2 separate regions of the Cyprinus carpio genome follow, and region 1 is linked to region 2. The links are chromatin contacts, called in public Hi-C maps. All regions are on one chromosome and are shown on one strand. Each heading gives the region's core, a stretch centred on a gene start, on an enhancer-like site or on the middle of the called end of the contact. The rest is flanking DNA. Distances are from core to core; before and after follow the strand shown. Region 1 holds the start of LOC109075182 (synaptojanin-2-binding protein-like). Region 2 overlaps LOC109100421 (phosphofurin acidic cluster sorting protein 2-like).

Region 1 (6,401 bases), core at 1,853-4,352, 34 kb after region 2:
ATGTATATATTTAAGAAAAATATGCTATGTTTATTTAATATAAAATATAATAATATAAATATATAAATGTATATAGATGTAAATATTTTCAATATATATACTGTATGTTTGTGTATTTATATATACATAATAAATAAACAGTAAACATACATATAGTATGTAAACAAAAACTTTTATTTTGGATGCGATTAATCGCTTGACAGCACTATATATATATATTATACATAATAAATAAACAGTAAACATACATATAGTATGTAAACAAAAACTATATATATATATATACATACATACATACATACATATATATACACATATACATATATACCCATATATATATACAACATATATACATACATACATCTATACATGCTTATATTATATATATATTATATATATATACATACACATATATATACATACACATACATATATATATATATATACATACATATATACACACATACATATATACACACATACATACACACATACATACATACATACATACATACATACATATATACACATACATACATACATATATATACATACATACATACATACACATACATACATATATATACACATACATACATAACATACATATGTGTATATGTGTGTGTATATATAATATATATGTGTATATATATATATATATATATATCAATATATATATATATATATATATATATATATATATACATACACATACACAGTATATACATACAGAAACACAAACATACACAGTATATAATATACACACACATATATACATATACACCATATTACATATACCTATATACATATACATACATATAAGTATGTAAACAAAAACTTTTATTTTGGATGCGATTAATCGCTTGACAGCAACAACAACAAAAAATGTGAAATGCTGTAGCATCATTATTCTAAAGATCTGCATTTAAGGTGAATAGGGCCATCCACATGATTACAGTAAGCATTGATTTACAATAAATCACTCGTACAGTCGAGCTGTTATACAGTGAAGTGGCAGTACTGATTCACAGCGATTGTCAAGAATTAAGTATTAGTTAAGTACGATTTGTTAACCATGTACAGTAAATTACAGTGGTTTTACCGCAAGAATTTTGTCTCCCTCCTGCATACGTCCATCCAGTGCAGCCGCTCCGTCTACTTTGATTTTTGCCACAAAGATTCCACTGTCATTCATAATATACTGCTGGTCCACCCCACCCACTATATTAAACCCCAGACCTGACAGAGAGAGAGAGGATGTTACACACAGCACGTGTTTGAACTACTTACATGATTAAACTGAGCCTGATATACGTTCACACAGACTTAATGTGATTTCTGAAGAAGAAATAGGGAAGGGGGAAGAAACAGACATGATCCCAGCCAGACGTCACTTCTTAAGAACACACAGGAACAACGAGACACATGGAAAATATCACTGTCATATGCAATCCTTGCACCACAACACATTCCAGATCTACCACAAATAATATGATTTACTAATAATATAATTTAGGCCTTATTGATGAATAATGTAAAAAATGTTAGTCATCTCGTCTGAATCAGAAGAGAACATTCTGGACAGCAGTGACAGTTTAAAGTTAAAACATCTTAATGATGCAGTTGTTAATTACAAACTCACTGTTTTTAACTCCAAAAGTCATTAATTGACGAACTGTAGTCGTGTGGATTATTGTGATGTTTTTATCAGCTGTTTGGACTCTCATTCTGACGGCACCCATTCACTGCAGAGGATCCACAGGTGAGCAAGAGATGTTATGCTACATTTCTACAAATCTGTTCTGATGAAGAAACAAACTCATCTACATTTTGGATGCCTCAAGGATGAGTACATTTTTAGCAAATTTTCACTATTCCTTAGTAATCAGTCATCAAAAAAGGTTTGAAAATATTAAGTATATAAAAGACCACCTGATGTCTGTCATTTTCACCAGAATAACCATAGCATTCTAATTAAACATTACGAGAAAAAAACAACAACAACAACATTTACATGCATGAATCCATCACAATAACATATACACTATGGATTTAAAAACTAAATAAAGAATAGCATGCCGACAATAAAATGTAATTTATTAAATATAAATCAAAATATGTTTGGTAAGACAAAATCTGGAATAATAATAATAAAAAAAAAGATCTAAATTTAGCAGTCATGCCTCACTGCATACTAGTGGACACTTTTACACCAGATATTGTTTTATTGTACGATCATGTGGTAAATATTATATCAGTAAAGGAGTCTAAATGGGGGACTGGAAACAGGACATGTTCTTTCTAATTCTTAAAATTTGATATTATTTAAACTGACTAATTTGACCCATAGTGTTGATGACGTATTATGTTTCTGCTTTTGTTTTACACTCATACTTTTTAATCACAAGTCAAAGTCCAGGGCTATCAAAGCAGTCCAGTGCATGACCTCGCAGAGGTAACAACGCATTATATAACACTTTAATCAAATTAAGTCTCAGCTCTCAGAAACTGAACTGACGGACCGGAACCAGACCCACTACTCATGAAAATCTTCAATAACAGCCATATATAGTGTGCTTGAATCTGTCAGAAATGTGTCCGTGTTTATATGTCGGTCCATAATGCTGATAGTGTATTGTGCTGGTTGTGATCTCAACTGAACTTTCGCTTTCATAACAACACAAACGCCTCTGAATAAACCCGATTTGATCGTTTGCGGAGCACATTCGGGACCGGGTTATCAGTTCGGGTTCATGGAGCCAGTTATGTCAGCATTTGTTGCGGGAGCGGGCCGACCCAGCAGAACCGAACCGCCGGGATGAACTCGGTTCGCACAGCTCCAGCAGAGAGCAGGGGAAGTCGAAGACAGCCAAACTTACCAGCCGGGCCTCTTTTCAGCGTAATTTCTTCAACGCTCGGCGCGCTGTGTGCGGATCCGTTCATGATGTCGGAAAAGTTTCACTTTTAATACCCGACCAGCTAACCTCCTAAAGCGTGCGGAACTCCGCCTGCTTCTTCTAATGCCGCCGGGATACGTGCGCAGCCGCCACTGCCACCTAACGGACAGCACCGGAACACTCTCACGGTGCACTGCGGAGGAGACTGCGGCGAGGAGAAGATCGACTCATTACAAAAAAAATAGATCCAGTCATTACATCATAACGTGTTCCCTGACACTCCAGCGTGGCATTAAAAGTCATATGTTGGCACATATTGATGCTAAGTGCGTTTTTTTCTTCTAAATTAGAATTATAAGGATGTTTATTGTAATTTCATTGTAATATTAAATAACACACTAAAATTAACTTATATCTCCTGCCCTGGTTAAAAAAATTTTTTTTAAACTATTATACAGACAAGTCGTACATATTCCCAGTACATTTTATTTGTCAAATTTGTTATGTTCTGCTAAAATACTTTCCCCCGTTCCACAGACGAGGCTTAAGCCTAGTCCCAGACTAAAATGTAAGTCTGAGCTGTTTCAGCTGAAAGACATTTGCACTGACTGATCTTAAAACATACCAGTGCCTTTGTTTTGTCTCAAGATACACACCAGTAATGTTTTCTCCTATGGCATGTTAATAAAAGTGACTTTAGTCTAAGCCCTGTCTGTGAAACCAGGCTTTTAAGTACTTTTTTAAAGCAATATTAAGTACTTTCGCTAGGCCCTGTTGCACAAGTCGTTGTTTGTTGGTGGGGTCAAGTTGTTCGCGGCCAGCCAGCGTAGAACATAGGCTTGCATTATGCTAATGTGTTACCCTGTGATGTGTAGCCATCACGGAAGTGGGATTCGAATAACTAACGACTCATTTCAGCTGTTCAGAGTCGATTCTTTATTTTTGGAGTCAATCCCTGCGTCCCAATGTGCATACTATCCAGCCTGTCTGCCCTAAATAGTACTGAAAATTACTAATATCACATATAGTATGCACATTAGGATGCAAGCAATAACTTTATTTATCGTGCACTTTCAGCTTTACAACTTTGCAGATCATTTACATTCACATACAGCTACATTACACACTGCAATGAAGGCAATATTGGAAATGGCGTAATAGGGGCACTTTAATAAAAGTGACCATATCAGTCAATGATTGTAAATATTATTTATGTGGTGAGTAAAATAAAACATTAAGTTGTAATCACATTCCCCGGTTATACTTTTTATCCTAAATAGTAAGCATCCATGCATGCTTTCTTGACAGCTCTTTGCACAACATTGTGATGGTTCATCCATGACATTTTCAGCTGTACACCAAATTGTCAGTGGTACAAATGCAAATTTAAGATGGTGTTTTTTTTTTAAATGTATAAATGCAAATGTGAAGTGCTGGTAATAAATAGCAAATTCAGAAGCTAATTCTTACACACAGATACAAATCGTATGTGACAAAGGCACAATTTTATGACATGGCAGAAGTGCATACTTACAGTTCACAGTAAAATTCATCTTAACAACTGTAATTTTTATGTTAAATTACTTCCTCTTATCTCAGGTCAACATGCAGAATATAATATGACCAAGCACATTTCAGTCAGGGTAATACAGCATTTATTCGGACATAATTATTTACTTATCTCCATTATCCTAATTATTTCTTTAATATGGTTTTATTCAAAATAATGAACATTTTCCAAAATCCATACCAAATAAAGTAATATTCAGCCATTTCGATCTGATGTAATTCAGCACAGTGTCACAGCTCTGGTCTGCAGTTTCCTGAATAAGAGTTTATGACCCCTCATGGGTCTTGGTACTATACCATGCTAATACCGAAGGTAATAATTTAGGTGTGTTTGGAACAGTATACGTTGTGTTTTTACAAAATTTGTCAAACACACTACCGTTCAAAAGTTTGGGATCAGTAAGATTTTAAATATTTTTTACCGAAGTATCTTGTGCTCATCAAGGCTGTATTTATTTGATCAAAAATACAGAAAAAACCCTGTTATTTTGTGAAATATTATTGCAATTTAAAATAATAGTTTCTATTTTAATATACTTTAAAACATAATTTATTCCTGTGATGCAAACATGAATTTTCAGCATCATTACTCAACAGCATTTATTTAAAATGGAAATCTTGTGTTACAATATACACTACAGTTCAAAAGTTTGGAGTTTTTTTCTACATTTTTTGAAAGTAATGAATACTTTTATTCAGCAAGGATGTGTTAAATGGATAAAAAGTGATAGTAAAGACTCATTGTTAGAAAAGATTTTTAATTTTAAATAAATGCTGTTCTTTTTACCTTTTTATTCAGAAAAGAATCCAGAAAAAAGTATCAGTTTCCAAAACAATTAATAAAAATAAAACATGAAGCAGCACAACGGTTTCTAGCACTGATAATAAATCAGCATATTAGAATGATTTCTGAAGGATCATGTGACACTGAAGACTGGAGCAATGATGCTGAAAATTCAGCTTTGATCACAGAAATAAATTATATTTTAAAGTATATTAAAACATAAAACCAGTATTAGAAATTGAAATAATATCTCCCAATATTGCAGTTTCTTCTGTATTTTTAATCAAATAAATACAGCCTTGATGAGCACAAGAGACTCCATTAAAAACATTAAAAATCTTACTGATCCCAAACTTTTAAACAGCAGTGTACATGCAAAAGGTTAACTATCATCATTCAACTATCAACTATCAGTTATGGTGCTTTCTGAAGATAATCTATACTTTTCAAGGACCAATGACTACATGTGTCTCCTCAACATTGTCAAACTGCTCCTACGCCCCTGGGATTTAGATCATGCTGGGGGCCGCGCTGAACAGAACGAGGTCTCCCTCGATGTGCAGGTGAGTGACATCCTCCATCCCGCCTGTTCTGTGCTCAAACTCCAGCAGATGAACGCCATCCACAGCCACCTTAAACCCATCCGCCTCCACCAGGATCTTCAGCTGCACACACAAACACATTATGAAAACTCAACTGAAGTCCAATATGGCTTAAAGGAATAGTTCGACTAAAAATGAAAATTAGTTGAAAATATACTCAGGCCATCCAAGATGTAGATAAATTTGTTTCGTCACAGGAACAGATTTAGAGAAATTTAGCATTTTACATCACTTGCTCACCAATGGATCCTCTGCGGTGAACAACTTCATTCAAACAGTTAACATCATGTGAAGTAAAAAGCTGCTTGTTTGTAAGAAACACATCCATCATTAAGATGTTTTAACTTTAAACCATCGCTTCTGGGCAAAATGCAAGTGCATCATTTATAATAATGCTTCCTTCAAAAAAAAAGTCCATCCTCCGTCTCATATCAAAATTTACCAACATATTAGTTTAGAACTCTTATGGACTGTTTTCAATTGTAAACGGTGCTTAATGTGCGCATGTTTCTCCTCTGCTTCAGGAGAAATGACACTTTCACTGGAGAA
Region 2 (6,300 bases), core at 2,981-5,480:
CACTTTTTTGACTAACAAGCCTCCTGTTCCCATATTGGGAGAAATCGGAAGTATGGAGGCGTTGTGTGCGCTGTGTGAACATGATGTTACTGTAGTTCTAGACTAAATGTGAATGTGCATTAATTCATCCCACTCACAAAAAAACAAAAAACAAAACAGATTTAGTATTCATCAAAATAAATCAAAACAGTGAAATGCAAACTCAGAATATGACGCAAACCTGCAATAACTAAATATATTAAATAACACAAATGTATCTATTCCCATTTTATTAACAGTGTCTTTGCTGCTGACCTTTAATGATCCAGTTCAACCATACTAATAATCAAAAATGACTTTAGATGAACTAACAATTGTGCTTCATTGTTTTTTTTTATTGCTGAAGAGTGTTGAACCTTCTTCTCCTGTGTTCTACTGTACAGACGTGAATTTACTTTTCCTTCAGCCTGAGGTTTATTCATTACACTTTTTTCGTGTGAAAGGGCTTTTACATTTTGCTATAAATAGAACTTCTTATATTAAAAACAGTCAAGCCCTGCTCATATTTAAAAAGTAAAGTGAAAGTAATGCAAAAGTAATGTAACACATTACTTTCCATAAAAAGTAACTAAGTAACGTATTTAGTTACTTTTTTAGGGAGTAACACAATATTGTAAGGCATTACTTTTAAAAGTAACTTTCCCCAACACTGCTGGACAGAAACATACAACAGGAGAAGAAATCAACTAATTTATTACAACCTACAACTTATCAGATGAGAACAATCCTTGAAATGAATTGAGCTGGATGATGAAACTATTGTCTTCTGTATAGATGATTCAATTAAATTTGTTTCATAAATTATGAACTTCAGGCAGTTAATGAACTGAACCGAATCAAACGGAACTGATTTGTGCTAAATAATGACACTAGTCTTTATAGAGCAGCTTTACAGCAGAATTTGAATTTGTCTCATTAGTTTCCTTTCTATTACTATGAAGCTGCTTTGAATAATCTGTATTTTATAGCACTACAGTATAAAGGTGGCTTGGCTTGACTTGATAATATTTAGACTACCTATCATGTCATAGTTGAGAGGTCTTAGAAAATTTAAAGTAAAGTACATTTAGTTCAAAACAAACACGAATTTGGTCCACTGAGATGGAAAACAAAAGTGTACAAAACATACTGGTTCACCACACAGGTCAGCCTGCACAACCTGACTAACATGTATTTATACACTTAAAAAACAAATAGACTCTATATTTACCCACCTCATCAGAAACTCTGAACCGTTTGAGCAATGCCACCACGCGCTGCTTAAAGTTCTGCTGCTAATGGAGAAAGAGAAGCACACACACGGACATACACACTCATATTAACAGTCTGTTTACTACACGATCACATCTGACAGCGATGACTGGGAGTAAATTCTCATTGTTCTCCGGCATTCTTACCCTGGTGATCGATGCCGTCCGGACTATTGACCTCCTCTGCTTTTTTAGTTTCCTCATCTCGTACTCGTCATCCTCAAGATCCTGAGGAGCATGTATTTACATGAGTCAGCAGAAAAAGAGGGACGTGAGGTTGCTTTGCTTGTGTGGTGTTTGTAATCACCTGTCCTTGTGCTGCGTCATCACTGGCCTCCTGCTCCGATGAGAAGCTTTCATACTCTTCTTCTGAGTAATTATCTACCAAGTCCAAAAACGAAAAAGGAAAGACCCAGTCCTGAATACTGATTGGTCAGTGCAGTGTTCCAGCTAGTGATGTATCGCTACTGACATTTTGGCTAATATGATAAACCAATAATGATTTTTAAATAATGCTTGATAACTAATAAATGGACATTAATAGATATATTTGTGCTTTAAATAAGAAAATTAAAAAAATAAAAGGACATTAAAAGGGCAATATAATGAAGGTCTCCCAAACTGAGGTTTGGTCATGAGGGTTTCAGCTAAAAAAAGTTAAAAAAATAATAAATAAATAAATAAATAAATAAATAAATAAATAAATAAGTACATTTAAAAAAGTAAATAAAAAAAACTTAAAATCTCAGGGTGTACTTCAAGTAAACATCAGGGTCAAAGAATATATATATATATGAAACCAATAGCTTTAAATGATGAGTTTGGTATTATAAAAGATCATTTGTATGTCTGGTCTGAAACAGAATATATTGTATATTTTAAATAATCATTAATAAACTTTTTGTAATTTTATGAATAATGTGCACAGTAACTCATGCTTAAATCTGATAAGGTGCCAATAGCACCAGTCACACTAAAATACACAATACAGGAAAAAAAAAACACCTGTTTAGTGTATAACTTCATATCTTGCATAAAGAACACAATTTGTTATTGCCAGTGACATGTCATAGACTAATGAAAAATGTATGTGTATGTATGGATGATTTTACCAGAACATTTGATTTTCTGTCCCAGAATGGCTGCCTCTTCGTGGTCTATAGGCTGACTGGACAGGGAATAGATCCAAATCTCAGCAACTTTACCCAGAAACTCCTTCTGATTACTGCAAAGAGCCAAGACCTGCCCACCTTCTGCAGGATGCTGCATCACCTACACACACACACACACATCAGCATTCAAGCATTGTATATGCTTCAAAAGTGACTATTAACCCCCCAGAGAAACCCAAAATACCTCTGCCATGTCTATAGAACCAGCAGCCAAAGTCTTGTAACCCAAAATTGTTCGGTTTTTGTACCTCTTCCTCCGCTGAAGCAGGATTTGCAATTTATTTCCCTCGCGTTTCAGAAAATGAGGGTACTACTCACATTCAAACATGTATACACAGGAGAGAGACAAGAAAAACATCAAACTCAATTTCCTAATAAATCAATCTAAGCAGTATATAACTAGGCAGTTCACTAAGTTTTAGTTCAGAGCCATTTATGACTGAGCAATTTGACAAAGTGTGTTTTGAAGATATCTTTACCTGTAGTGAGAAAGTGAGAGCGAGATCAGTCTCGACCCCACCAGCAGGGGGCAGCACTATCTCATGAGAGCGCAGGATTCGCTTGGAGCCCTACAGGCACAAACAGTCTCTTTATCTGTATTTCACCCAATTTTTTCTTCTGTCATCACTTGGAAGAAACAATTATCCACTTAATTTGGGATTTTGTTTATTGAAAAGATTTTTGGACCTTGGACTTTGAAAATGTATCATCATTCTGTATTGACAAAAAGTTTATTTTTGATGACTATTACACTTTACGATATTATGCACTTTAATTCATTTCTCATGTATTGTAACCCTCTTAGAACAGGTCTATTGTCTCTAAACAACACACTTTATGAAGCTGATTACTAACCTGAATCTTGACTGCAATGACGACAGAAATCAGCTCCTTGTCAAGTTCCTTCATCACCACGAGCTTCTTCAAAGTCAGACTACACAGCCTACAGATAGAAACAACAGCCTCATTTACACAAATAAGTGATTATACATAACATCTGGCTAATCGGGAAGCAATCTTGGCAATGAGCATGTGGAAAAAGTACCATACAGCACAACAGCACAAGGAGAAAATTTTCATTTTTGTGTGAATTATCTCTTCACTTTACAGTTGGTTAACAAACAGGCACTCATTTGCTGTTTATCAGTAAATGTTTGGGAATGTGATCCATATGTTTGTTCCTGTAACAGGATGCGAGTAGATAATCTTGTTTTCTATATCCTGAGTTTCTTATCAGTGTGGCACTGTATGAACATTCAATTTCTAAAGAAAACTCAATCTTCCTAAGAACAACTTCTGCCAAACTAAACTCTAGAACTCTAGAGCTGGGAGAAATTCTACAAGACTGAATCAGGTCTGTAGCTGAAAACAGGCACACAGCAGCTTTCAAATGGGACAGATCAGTCCAGAAAACAGCTGGAATTCATGGGATTGATAAAGTGGGGTTCAGGGATTTCAGTCCTCTGGAAACTTGCATGCAAAACTGTTTACAAACGTTCCATTGAGTGCCTGTCATTTTAGGCACGAGGAACCATTCAAATGGGCCAAAATCGTTTTACTAGAACATAGTAAACACACACCCTCACTCTGACACTGCAGTAAACAGTGTTGGGGAAGTCATGGCCTAGTGGTTAGAGAGTTTGACTCCTAACCCTAAGGTTGTGGGTTCGAGTCTCGGGCCAGCAATACCATGACTGAGGTACCCTTGAGCAAGGCCCCCCCCAGGCCCCGCAACATAAATGGCTGCCCACTACTCCGGGTGTGTGTGCACGAATTCGGAGTATGTTTTTTTTTTTTAAACCTCAACACTGCACTGAGAGACATCCACCCTTTAACACATACAGTGACAATGCAAATGAGGAAAGAATCTAAAAACTGCCACATTTGCATCACAGAGCCAAACATTTCCAGAATTAAAGGATTAGCAGACCAAAAAAAAAAAAAAAGACATTAAGTCATTATTTGCCTAGAATCTTCCCTTTAGCCAAATCAGGCGGGACAAATTTATGCGCATATTCAAATTGCAAGAGAATCCCATTTGATTCTCGCACTAAGCTAATGAATGTCTTCAGAATATTTTAATATAATATACAATTTTATGATTCTTTTATGGTAATTTTTGTCATTTAAGGAGCTTGACAAGCACATTTACTAATAGTTTGGAAAAGAATGTGAGTGTTCTGTTTCCTTTTGTGGTCTTATTGATTTGGAACAACAATGAGGTCGAATAAATGACAGATTTTTCATTTTTGGGTGAAATGTCCCTTTGCACACTGACTGTGGAGGGAGAGAACCCTGTCACAGAGAGAAAATGAGATAACGTCAATAATGCAGGAAGAGAGTCAGAGCAGAGATGAAGCGAGAGGGAAGTGATCAAGGGACCAGAGAGGCCCCTAGAGGCCCCAGAGCAGCTTGTACAGAGAGGGAAGCCAATGGAAACGGACCCATATGCATCCACCTCATAGAATATTAATGAGAAACACTTTATATATTCAAATCACATACCAGGTACTATGAGGACAAGGAAGAGAGAAAGAGAGAGGCACACAGTACAATCTCTTGAGTGATCTGAAGGCTGGTATTGTTCACACAACATTCTCACTTTGACACACACACACTCACACACACAAACAAAAGCCATTCTTCTTCCCTGAGCGATTAGCATGCTAATTCTGACCGCAACAAAGGAACACACAGTGGTTTTGAGTAGACTTAACATATACACATTTCTCTCTCACATACACACACACTAACATTAGCCCAGAACTAATATATTAATATGATAAAAATAAAAAAATAAATAAAAAAATTATTTTGCATTTAAGCAGCATTGTACAGTAAAAATCATTTCTGTCTAGGCATGATTTTCCTAAATGAAAATTAGCATAACATTACAGTATAGATAAATGTCATGTGTTGAAGACTTCTTATTTTATTTTAGAAATATATTTTACAATTTAAATAACGTATTTGTTTCCGCATTACAGTAATGAGAATGAACATTTTAAATGGTAGTACACTAAAGATAATTGGGGGAAGATGATTATCTATTTAATTATAATGAAAATTATGCAAATCTAATTTCAAAAACATGTATTTTGAAGTTAAATTTGGCTGAGGTTCACCCTGTAAAAACAGCCATATTTCAAGTTAATCACACATTCAACAAATTACATACTGTAGTTTTAAACAGTCATAACACACTATATTTAGAATAAATACATGAAGTAAAAATCATTGATTTTAGTGAAAGCAGTGTGAGAGGTTGATTATTGAGACAGGAAACAATGGCCACACAGACAATTTTATGTTCTGTTTTCTCAGTACAAAGGCTGATTATTTCAGCTGGTGTGAGTGTGTGTGTGTGTGTGTGTGTGTGTGTGTGTCACTGCACACACTCACGTCAATCAAACCTCTCTTATAACTATGTATAACCTCCTATAAAGACCTAACAGCCCTCAATGACCTCTCGCAGAAGAACAGAGACTGTTCATCCTCTCTGGAGTTAAAGATAAACATGTCTCACTCCACTCAGCTGGATCCAAACTCAATCACATCTCCATTACACACACTCTCCTACAGAGACTGTGTGTGTTTCTCTCTGGCAGAAAGCACAGAGGGAATTAAAGCAAAATCAATTTCATTCGTTTCTCATCAGAAACCCTCACTCAGGTTACACGCACATCTACTGTAACTGTAAGTCTGAAAGGGCAGTGCTAAGGGGTGAAACCATGCTCAGGTTACGGGCCCGGACAGAACACTGCTAGCCGATGCATTAGTACACATAAGAGCTGACACCAACATTTCATAACACTTACACAGACACTGCTGGTAGATTT

The links. Hi-C and Micro-C count contacts between places; a contact is called where the count stands out from the background.
Region 1: a Hi-C map of red blood cells shows a contact between it and region 2, with 4 times the contacts expected there. The contact joins the promoter of LOC109075182 here to the enhancer-like site in region 2. A contact is called at or near these places in 2 of 8 Hi-C or Micro-C datasets (liver and red blood cells).

What each region holds. Positions count from the first base shown.
Region 1 is chrB13:23,024,104-23,030,504 of ASM1834038v1, forward strand. It overlaps LOC109075182 (synaptojanin-2-binding protein-like), which reads right to left and starts at 3,103. Exons shown (of 4, transcript XM_042737341.1): 1 at 2,880-3,103; 2 at 1,103-1,239. The coding sequence starts at 2,943. LOC109075184 (galectin-3-like) reads right to left here. Exons shown (of 6, transcript XM_019091120.1): 6 at 5,561-5,915. The coding sequence ends at 5,760.
Region 2 is chrB13:22,989,056-22,995,355 of ASM1834038v1, forward strand. LOC109100421 (phosphofurin acidic cluster sorting protein 2-like) reads right to left here. Exons shown (of 25, transcript XM_042736129.1): 2 at 3,317-3,404; 3 at 2,941-3,030; 4 at 2,646-2,771; 5 at 2,402-2,561; 6 at 1,597-1,670; 7 at 1,437-1,517; 8 at 1,254-1,313. Among protein-coding and RNA genes, the nearest start is that of LOC109100421, 14 kb to the right of the region's middle. Within about 2 kb of position 4,231, at least 4 of the 8 cell types and tissues checked have an H3K27ac peak or open chromatin away from gene starts, as enhancers often do.